3 separate regions of the Mus musculus genome follow, and all the other regions are linked to region 1. The links are chromatin contacts, called in public ChIA-PET and Micro-C maps. All regions are on one chromosome and are shown on one strand. Each heading gives the region's core, a stretch centred on a gene start, on an enhancer-like site or on the middle of the called end of the contact. The rest is flanking DNA. Distances are from core to core; before and after follow the strand shown. Region 1 overlaps Cmtr1 (cap methyltransferase 1). Region 2 overlaps Tmem217 (transmembrane protein 217). Region 3 overlaps Mdga1 (MAM domain containing glycosylphosphatidylinositol anchor 1).

What was found. ChIA-PET counts read pairs in DNA pulled down with a chosen protein or histone mark. Hi-C and Micro-C count contacts between places; a contact is called where the count stands out from the background.
Region 2: a Micro-C map of the G1E-ER4 cell line shows a contact between it and region 1. The contact joins two enhancer-like sites. A contact is called at or near these places in 7 of 39 promoter capture datasets (the 3T3-L1 cell line, 3T3-L1-derived adipocytes, HPC-7-derived erythroid cells and 4 more), 1 of 15 datasets of contacts at CTCF or cohesin (large pre-B cells), 8 of 484 Hi-C or Micro-C datasets (the G1E-ER4 cell line, the HL-1 cell line, embryonic stem cells and 2 more), 1 of 115 datasets of contacts at active chromatin or transcription factors (effector CD8 T cells) and 3 of 9 other capture datasets (embryonic stem cells, liver and pancreatic islet).
Region 3: a contact with region 1 is called in an SMC1A ChIA-PET map of the G1E-ER4 cell line, with 23 read pairs. The contact joins two enhancer-like sites. A contact is called at or near these places in 1 of 15 datasets of contacts at CTCF or cohesin (the G1E-ER4 cell line), 2 of 484 Hi-C or Micro-C datasets (embryonic stem cells and germinal center B cells) and 3 of 9 other capture datasets (adipose tissue, liver and pancreatic islet).

What each region holds. Positions count from the first base shown.
Region 1 is chr17:29,685,592-29,688,998 of GRCm38.p6, forward strand. It overlaps Cmtr1 (cap methyltransferase 1), which reads left to right. Exons shown (of 24, transcript NM_028791.6): 9 at 260-458; 10 at 1,445-1,563. Gm28043 (predicted gene, 28043) reads left to right here. Exons shown (of 28, transcript NR_132314.1): 14 at 318-458; 15 at 1,445-1,563. Among named protein-coding and RNA genes, the nearest start is that of Cmtr1, 27 kb to the left of the region's middle. Within about 2 kb of position 1,325, at least 15 of the 459 cell types and tissues checked have an H3K27ac peak or open chromatin away from gene starts, as enhancers often do. A contact at or near this core is called in the G1E-ER4 cell line, where this site is marked.
Region 2 is chr17:29,529,986-29,533,424 of GRCm38.p6, forward strand. The region is part of intron 2 of Tmem217 (transmembrane protein 217); the gene reads right to left. Among named protein-coding and RNA genes, the nearest start is that of Tmem217, 18 kb to the right of the region's middle. Within about 2 kb of position 1,571, at least 80 of the 459 cell types and tissues checked have an H3K27ac peak or open chromatin away from gene starts, as enhancers often do. A contact at or near this core is called in the G1E-ER4 cell line, where this site is marked.
Region 3 is chr17:29,858,586-29,861,741 of GRCm38.p6, forward strand. All of the region lies in intron 1 of Mdga1 (MAM domain containing glycosylphosphatidylinositol anchor 1), which reads right to left. Among named protein-coding and RNA genes, the nearest start is that of Mdga1, 28 kb to the right of the region's middle. Within about 2 kb of position 1,441, at least 38 of the 459 cell types and tissues checked have an H3K27ac peak or open chromatin away from gene starts, as enhancers often do. A contact at or near this core is called in the G1E-ER4 cell line, where this site is marked.

The sequences.
Region 1 (3,407 bases), core at 75-2,574:
ATAGCCACAGAGGTGCTTGTCTGAGGAGTCTTGAGTCGGCCTGGCTGGGGAAAAGGTGCTAAGGATGTTTTGGGTGAGGAAGCTCCAGTGGGCAGTGGTGACAGTGGTGACCGAGGGGGTGTCTGGGTGTGGGGAGTGCTGGATCATGCTTGCTGATAAGTACTTCTATTCTTTTGCCTCCTCTTCCTGGAGTTCTCCTTTCTTTTCCTCACTGAGCCACCTGTTTCCCGATCTCCTTTTCTTCTACCTCTCTCTGCAGAAGCCACTGCTGAAGGAGTCGGACATTGACCTTCTCTACTTTGCTGATGTGTGTGCAGGCCCGGGAGGCTTCTCCGAGTACGTGCTGTGGAGGAAGAAGTGGCACGCAAAGGGCTTTGGGATGACGCTCAAGGGCCCCAACGACTTCAAGCTGGAGGACTTCTACTCGGCCTCCAGCGAGCTCTTCGAGCCCTACTATGGTAGGGACACTGAGCAGGGCGGGGACTAGGAAATAGGAGGCCGCTCCTCTCCCATGTGGGGACTTCAAGGCCCAAGCTGTTGCTACCTGTGCTCTTCCTGTTCTGCTAGCCAGAATTCACAGATCCTGGTGTGAGGGTCTTAACTCCCATCAAGCATCTGTCTTGGTTTTTGTTTTTTCAACCACAGGCCTGCACTCCCTAGGTAAACTCATCAAAGCCGTACAGTTCTCCTTGCAGGATGGTGGTTCTTGTGTGGTGACGGGGGTAATGAAACTGCCTGATTCCTAGCTGGAAACTGGCAGTTATTAACAAAGCTGGGTCATAAGCCCAGCTGCAGCCCTGTGTGTTGTATGCACTGCACTCACTAGCAGCTCGGCAGTTACAGCAGTCCCTCTGCCCTGACAGACGGACTGTGCTGTGTCAGCAGATCCTGAATTCTTTCCTAACAGTTCTTATGGAGGTGGTGGTGGTTGTTTTGTTTACTCATGGTTTGTTTTTATTCTCTTTGTTTGTTTGCTTGCTTTGACACAGGGTCTTTATGTAACCCTGGCTAGCCTGGAATTCAGCTGTGTAGACCAGGCTGGCCTTAGTCTTCCACCTGCTTTAGTCTCCCAAGTGCTAGGGTTTGATGTTTTGAGATTGGGGGGGGGGGGTCTCACATTCTAAGCCAATGTAAAACTCCCTGTGTAGCCCAGACTGGCCTTAAATTTATGGGCAGTGTTTCTGCTTCAGCCTCATGAATACCTGTAGGCCTGAGCCCCCATGCCTGGCTAATACTGGGTTTTAAACATAAGTGCTTTGAAAAGCAAGATCCTCTGCTTCAGTTGATAACTTTAGGTTGGTCAGTTCCCTATGAACTGTGGCTTCTGAGAGCAGGAGTTGGCTGTTGCAGGCTTATCAGCATAGTCAGGATGGGTCCTGCTTCTCAGAGCTCCTGGCCTGGCTGCTGGAAGCAGATAAACTCACAGTTTTTTGTGTCCCATCAGGTGAGGGTGGGGTCGATGGAGATGGAGATATCACCCGCCCAGAGAACATCAATGCATTTCGGAATTTTGTCCTGGACAACACAGATCGCAAGGGCGTCCACTTTGTGATGGCAGATGGGGTAGGTGACTGCCTCTGGAAATATACTTTATGGGTGTGTTCTGAATTTAGAGGTTTGTTTTGTTTGTTGTGCTTGAAGTTGAACCCTTGGCCTTGGGCATCCAGAGTAAGTGCTATGCTGAAGACCCCACCCCCACCCCAGTCGCCCTTGAAAAATGCTTTAGTTTTGCTCTTGAGCTGACCCAATAAATGGTAACTCAATGTTCATATCATAGGGATGCACATTTTTATTTATTTTATACATTTTCCTACAATTTTTATAAAGATTCTCCTATTGTAAAAAACATTTGCTTGAGCTCACTGCTGACGGAAAGGCCTCTAGTTGCTGAGGGACTGGTGGAGCGTGGGCCCCAGCTGGGGTCAGCTAGGCAGAACTGAATGGGAGGCACCCTGCCGGCACTTGTCAGCCAGGTTGTTGCTGTTGGAAGCTGTCTCCAGGTGGCTCCTGAGCCTCATGTGCACTGACAGACACTTGAGCAGTAGCAGCAGCAGCAGCAGCAGCAGCAGCAGCAGCAGCAGCAGCAGCACAGAGTCTACGGAGGCCCTTAGCTACCGTGAGCTTCCAAGGGTCTACCCGAGCAGTTCCTTGGGATGCAGAGGGAACCTGCCACCACACTGTTTAGCAGAGGCCCTCTCATCCAGTATCTCATAGCCCAGGGGAGCCCTCTCATGCCAGTCACTTTGGGAGCAAGGACAGACAGAATGCCTACAGGATGGCAGAGCTTGGGTTGAGAAGAGCCTTTGGAGTTCTTTGTGTATGGAAGAAAGCAGAGCGTTAGAGGGATCTGAGGATGCCCTGGCTCCCTGAAACCTGTACACAGTAGGGCAGCGGGTGGACAGGGTTGGGGCAGGCTAAGAGGAAGGGACTGCGCCTGTTGAGCAGATGTGTGGGGTCTGCCAGTTGCCTTTTCTGCCTTTACTGCAGCAGACAGCAGGGCTGCAAACACAAAGATTTTCTGCTTTGAAAGCAGGAGGGCTGGGCTGGCCTTTTGATTTATTTCTGTTATTTATTTTAAATGTTGTATATGGTAATGTGTTGCACAGGATATTTTCATACGAGTTTATATATATTGTACATTGAACATATTCCCACTCTCCCCCTCCCATCTCTATCTTTTCCTTTCTCTTATCTTTAAAATTTCTTTTTTTAGTCAGAGTCTCAAAATAGCTCAGGCTGGCCTCAGACTTTCTGTAAGCTGAAGTTGGCCTTGACTCCTGATCCTCCAGCCTCTACCCCCTAAGTGCTGGGACTACCAGCATGTGCCACCACGCCTGGCTCTGTTTTTGAATACCTAATTAGCTCTAAAACAAATGTGGATTTTGAGAAACATCTTTAAGTCTGGGAGACAATGGTTAACATTACTTTTATAGGACTGCATCGGTGAGATCTGGCCTATGAGGACAGCTTAACAAAAGCTAGCATTCTTGCTCTCTGCTGTACAATTATAATGTACAACATGGTTTGTCCTAAGCTTAGTAGTTTGTCTACTCAGTCTGTTGTGTAACTATTTCAGAACTTGTCATTTTGTAAACTGAAGCTGTAACATTCAGACCAGTTCCTTCTTCTATTGCCTGCCTCCTTTCCTTGGCTGTAAGTGTGGTTCACGGCTGGCAGCTCTTTGCTGAAGGAAGATGCTCTGGGAATCGCATTTTTGGAGCAAGCCCTGGTCTGAGAGAGTGCCAGCTGGAAGGGAAGGGCTCCACAGCCAAGGCAGAGTAGTGGTTATTGTAAGGAAATCCTTGGTCCGATCTTTGTCAGGCCTGGGACTGAAAGACCCCCTCGGGGAGTCCCTCCTCGGGGAGTCCCTCCTCGGGGAGGCGCGCACCCAGTAGGACGCTGAGACC
Region 2 (3,439 bases), core at 321-2,820, 160 kb before region 1:
AAAAAAAAAAAAAAAAAAGAAAATGTGGGTTCTAGGGATAGAACTCAGGTCATCATGGAGTTCATCACACTTACAAAGGTGCACTGAGTGATATGCTCATATATTTGAATGTTTGGTCCGCAGTTGGTGGAACTGTTTGGGAAGGATTGGGGGGCATTGCCTTGTTGGATTAGGTGTGTCACGGGGGGTGGGATAGGGTTTGAGGTTTCAAAAGTCCATGCCAGGCCCATTCTCTCCCCTCTCTGTCTCTGTCTCTCTCACTGCTGCTTGTGGATAAGATGTAAGCTCCCCGCTGCCACTCAAGCGCCATGTCTGCCAGCCTGCCTGCCTGCAGCCACGCTTTCTGCCTTGACGGTCATCAGCTCACCCTCTGAAACTGTGAGCTCCGAAGTTAAATGCTTTCTTTTATAAGTTGATTTGGCCATGGTGTCTTCTCATAGCAATATGGCAGTAACTGAGACACAAGGCAAGGGAATTTATGGACTGAGCTATCTCCTTCAGACCTTAAAGCTTCGATTTTCTGTTTCTGTTTTGTTTGAGACTGGGTCTTACTGTGTAGCCCTGGCTGGCCTGGAACTCACAGATCTGCCTGCTTCTGTCTAGAGAGCTGGGCTCAAGGCATCTTTAACTACGCAAGGCTCAAAACACATTTTACTGGTGCCCCACCACCACCCCAATGTTGGCTTACAAATTCCATTGCCGCTTCTTGCTCCTCCTCCTCTCCCCGCCCTCTTCCTGGCCCCTCCCACTGGCTCTTACCTCCTGCGCGCTCTCTCTCTCCTCTCTCCTCTCTCTCTCTCTCTCTCTCTCTCTCACACACACACACACACACACACATACACACACATAGAGGAATTAAAATCTAGGACCCACATGTGAGAGAACGCAGGTCCTATTTGTCCTTTTGAGCCTGGTTTATTCTACTTCTACTTCATTTACTTCATTCGAGGATTTCCAGCTTCATCCATTTCTCTGCAAATGTCACTATTTCATATTATTTCACAGCTGAATGATTTCCACAGTCTGTACCTTCCGCATCTCCTCCATCCATCAATCCTTCCATCAGCTGATGGATATCCATGCTGGTCCCACTCCTAGATGTCTTGGGTTTCTGAGACAGAAGGCGAGGGGTGTCTTAGCTGCCTGTTTTGCCTCAGGGCCCCTCCTAAAGTAAAGGTCTGGAGCGGCTGCCAGCTGAAGGCTGTCCTCCGAGGAGGGTCCTTTCACTCACCTGGCTGTTGGTAGCTCCTGGCCAGAAACCTCAGCTCTCTTCTTCTGGCCTGTTTTAAGGGCTGCCTGAGTCTCCTTGTGCCATGGCTGCAGGCTTTCCTCGAGGGTAACTGTTTGGTAGCAGCAGAGAATGGCTGTGTCTTTTTTTTTCTTTTAAATTTTATGTGGTTGAGTGCCTTTCTGCATGTAGGACCGCCAGGTGCCTGCAGTGCCCATAGTAGCCCGAAGAGGGCGCCAGTTGGAGCCCGAGGAACTGGAATTACACAGGCAGTTGTGAGCAGCAAATGCTCTTACCACTGAGCCATCTCTCCAGCCCTGCGGTCTTGCTTCTTATAGGCTTACTAAAGGCTAACCACAGGGCTGCGCACACAGTCCTGGCCGATGGCAGCCTCCGCTCATCACCCCAGGGTGATGAGGCTTTGAGCTTTCTTCTCAGCCAAGTAGCCAGCATCCAACCCAGCAGGGTGTGTGTGTGTGTGGGGGGGCACTCTCTAGGGGGCACAACCTGCTACCTCCCCAGTTTTCCCAACAGGAGAGAAATCCCAGATACTGTAGGGAAGCTAGGGTCTTCCCTTCTTCCTGTATTCTTCCAGGCCAAACTCTTGCTCAAGAGATCAGATTTCCCAAAACAAAAACCCAATCCTCTCCAACACAGAAAGAAAACCAGCCTGCCATGCTTGACAGTGAGTCAGCTGACAAGCAGGGAAACCAGTCCCCACTGGGGATGGGCGAATGCAGACAATAAACCACAGGGCTGCGCACACAGTCCTGGCCGATGGCAGCCTCCGCTCATCACCCCAGGGTAGCTCTACACATCCCTTGCTATGTCTATAATCTTTTCTTTCTCCAGTGCCTTTTCTCTACTTGGCTCTTTCCTCTGGGTCTTTCAGGTCTCCTACGCGGTGTCAGGGTCCCACGGTAGCTTCCTTTCTGTGGTCACTGGCTGACTGCCAACTTGCCTCTCACTAGCAGGCCAATCAGGAGTGCCCCGGAAGCTCTCCTCTGCGCTCCTTTCTTCCACAGGATGTCAAACACATCTCTGAGAACTTTCAGTGAATTCTCACTGTTCAATGCTCAGAACTGGGGTACATGGGCACCCCTAGCCACGGTATCACCATAGCTGCCATAGACAAATATTTATGCCAGGACTAGAACTCAGCTGCCTTATTCCACTAGCAAGGAGCCCTCTTGATGAAGAATATGGAGTTTGTTCTGCTCAGGACCCGTTTTCCTTGAATGTGGAGGTCTCTGATGTGGGACAGGACCTTCCCTTCCTTAGTGTAGCAATTGCGCCTTCCACAGACAGCCACACAGTTGGCCAGAATAAAGTTTAGATTTCCAAGTATCACTTGCAGCTAATGGCTATGCTACCAAAGGGTTTTTATTTATTTATTTATTTATTTATTTATTTATCTATTTAGTGTGTTTATTTTTGGACCAGAGGAAGGGAGTATTTTGAGATAGGGTTTCTCTGTGTAGCCTTTACTGTCCTAGAACTCACTCTGGCCTTGAACTCAGAGTTCTGCCTGCCTCTGCTCAGATTAAAGGAGTGCACCACTGCCCAGCTTGGAAGTTGGTAGCCTGGTTGCTACCAACGTTTTTTAAATGACATTTTATTCATTTTGTGTGCATGCAAGAGTTATGGTTGTGGATGTGAGCATGCCACAGTGTGTTTGTGGAGGTTGGATGACAACTTTTGGGAGTAGGCTTTCTTCTTCCACCTTCATGAGGGTCCTAGGAAAATGGAACTTGGACTTTCAGCCATCTTGTTTGGCTTTTGATGCCTCGTGTAGCCTGGGATTGCCATGAATCCATTATGACTTTGAAATCCTGATCCTTCTGCCTCTACCTCCAGTGTCGGGGTCACAGGCTTGGAACCACTGTGTCTGGCTTGATGCTGTCAATTTGTAAGAAAGGGCTGAGAAGAGAAGAAACCAAGGTGGCCATCTGTATTAAATATCAGACTCCTGTCGTTCCTCTTTGTCATCCAGATGGCTCAGAGGTATTTACGGGAGGGGCCCAGCTAGGGACACTTGCACTATCACAGACCCCTGCTTCTACAGACAGAACAACAGAGAAAAGAGATGGAGACCCCTGAGGGTTTCACAGAGCAGACCCCCATTGTGTTTTAAACTCCCACAGGAGAGGGTTAAATGACTGTCCTGCTGTATTCACCTCATGTTATTTTGTAGCCAGGCTGAAAGGATAA
Region 3 (3,156 bases), core at 191-2,690, 170 kb after region 1:
AGACATGACTTGGGCCACAATTACACAATGACACTGAATGCTGGGTGGTAGCCAGTTGCTCTGTTAGCTTGGCTTCTCTGTCTTGGTAGCTCCAAGTCTTGGGTGTTCCTGGTGCTACACCCAGCTCCACAATATGGCGACTGTGCCCATCCTCCTTTGTTACTAATGGCTCATGGAGGAGCTCGGGTAACCCATTTCCTATCTCTCTCTCTCTCTCTCTCTCTCTCTCTCTCTCTCTCTCTCTCTCTCTCTCTCTCACACACACACACACACACACACACACACACACACACACACACACAGAGGGAGGACTGGCCATGGCTGTTCTAGCTCTTGGGCTCCCCCTAGGGACAGGCTAAGCCTAAACTTCCTAAACCCCATTTTTGCTTGGCTGCCTACCTCAATTTCTCTTGAGGCCACATACCTATCAGATGAGCAGATCACATGCCTATACTCACTTCTACCCTCTCAGCCTCTGCTTTTTCAATTTAATTTGCATATGTGTGTGTATGTGATGTGTCTGTGTTTGAGTACATATGTGAAGGTGTGTGCACGCATGCGTGTGGATCCAGAGTGTACAGGATGGTGGTACATAGGCCTCATCTTGGCCCCTACACCAGACCCCATGTTGAGAAGGAGTGATTTCACAAGGATTCCTGGGAACAGAAAGCATTAGCTGCTGCGGGGGCTCCTGGGAGGCTCTGTGGAAGAGCTGCATTTGCCTCAGACTTCAAAGCACAAAGAAGACCCATTCTAGTGGCCAGAGGTGAATCCCACATTGAGTGTCATCCAAGAAGAACGGTGGTGATGTCTGGGCCTTAGTTTACCTGTCTCTGAAATGGAGATGCAGCCAGCTCCTAGAACTTACATGGTGGGGAGTATGAACATGATGAATGAAAAACAGGATTGCCACAGGTTCAAAAGATGTGCCCGCCATCAACACAGATGGGACAGATCTAACCAGAGCACTATTCCCAGAGGCCATCAGTCAGCAGGTCAAGAACTTGAAAGAGGATCTCATTCAGCCCAGGCTGACGTCTCTGTAGCAAGGATCAACATTTAAAAGATAAGCTGTGTGTCTTTGGGCAATTGGAGTCACCTCTCTGAGCCTGTTTCCCCACCTAGAGGAGGAAAATGGATGGATGATCTCGGAGGTCTTTTCAACTTGCTATTGATTTTGTAATCAGCGTGTGCGCGGTGCCTGTGTAAAACACACACTGTCCTCCAGGGAACGGGCCTGTCGCTGTCACCATGCCATAAAAATGTGCAACCGTCAACTGTACACATAAGAGATAGATATCTTTGGCCCAGGTCCCCAGGAAACCTCATCAAGCAACAAGCTACCAAGAGATGTCATGCATGCTGGTTGCTGATAAGACCAGGAGGCTGCATGGATGTCTGCAGGAAGCCCGGGGTGCCTCTTGACAAGGAAGACATCGGTTGAACAGGCTTCAATGGAAGATAAGCTATAATCTTGGACGCTGTGGCTTGCCCACAGCAAAGCGGTGTTGTAATGACAGGGGTTTTGGTGGCTGATAAGGAACGACGGAAAAGAGTTACAAAGCTGCACACGCTCAGGGCACAGCCAGCCTGGGCCAGGTGTGGGGCCCCGGCCAGCAGTCACAAGCAGAGCCTGTAGCTTCCTCACTGAAGGCGGGCAGGGAGCAGCCATCACCGATGACATCATTAGGATGGCCCATCTCCCTTGGCCAACATTAGCTACTAAGAAGATCTGAGTCTCATATGGTAGAGTACACTGCAAGAGATCTGAGCCACACTTATGAATGCTAAACAGCTGTGTGGCCCACGGTCCCATAGTTCTCTTGGGGATGGATGTAACAAGAATGAGCTCTCAAGGCAATCACACAGCAGGTCCAAGCATCTCCCAAGGGGCTGGAGATATTTCGTGGTTAAAAGCATGCACTACTTTTTCAGAGGGCCTGAGTCCAGTTCCCAGAATCCACATGCATATACTTGCCCCACCACCACCACACATACCCATAATTACAAATAAACCATTTCTTTAAAACAAAATCATCTAAGTGACTTTTCTTCTTATAACAACAACAACAACAACAACAAAAACCCCTCATAATCAAGTCGTGAGGCTGTCAAGAGTGGTAAAGGGGGACCCAGTGTGATGGTGTGTGCTTGTATAGAGCAATGGGGAGGCAGAGGCAGGCAGAGCCTTGTGAGTTCGAGGCCAGCCTGCTCTACATAGTAAGTTCTATGTCAGTCAAGGGCTATACAAAGAGACCCTGTCTGAAAACAAAAACAAAAACAACCAAAAAAGGGGGGACTGGAGAGATGGCTCAGAGGTTAAGAGCACCGACTGCTCTTCCGAGGTCCTGAGTTCAAATCCCAGCAACCACATGGTGGCTCACAACCATTTGTAATGGGATCCCATGCCCTCTTCTGATGTGTCTGAAGACAGCAACAGTGTACTCACATACATAAAATAAATAAATCTTTAAAAAAAATAAACAAACAAACAGAACAGCAGGCAGTGTCTATCAGCTATATACTGCAGGCTGTTGGACATAGAACTTGTGGCAATTCTCCTGTCTTTGCTCCCCTCTCCCAGTAAGGGCACCTTGGGATGATGCTCTCCCACTATTGTGTCCAAATTGTCCACTATTGTCCACTATTGTTCTAAGGATTCAACTGGAGCACTCAGCCATGCATGGCTTGGGTTTTACCCCATCCCCACCCCTAAGCCATCTCCTCAGCTCACGCTGGTATTTTTACACAACGCATCCTCAGCAAATGTGAAAGAAAGGAACAATGGCCAGGCCATCCCTGCCAATCCTCCCAGGCATGACTTGACAGAACCCAGGCACAGACGTGTCTATAACGCATGGTTTCATTTGTTCAAAATTCAGAACTGCGAAAGCTAACCTTGTAGCGACAGAGGTTTGGCGGTGACTGCCTTGGGTAGACAAGGTATTATTCACTGGGAAGGGAATACCAGAATGTCCCGGGGAAGGTGGGATACAAGCTAGCTGGGTCTGAATACCGGTTCCGTGGTGGCAAGGTATCTGTTTGGACGTTCACCCTGTCTGTTCAGGTTTGGATAGGACGTGCTTCTCTCAGACAGGCTCGTGTGTTGGAAGCTTGGTCCCCAGCTATGGCAAGAGGTGACCGGATCATAAGGAT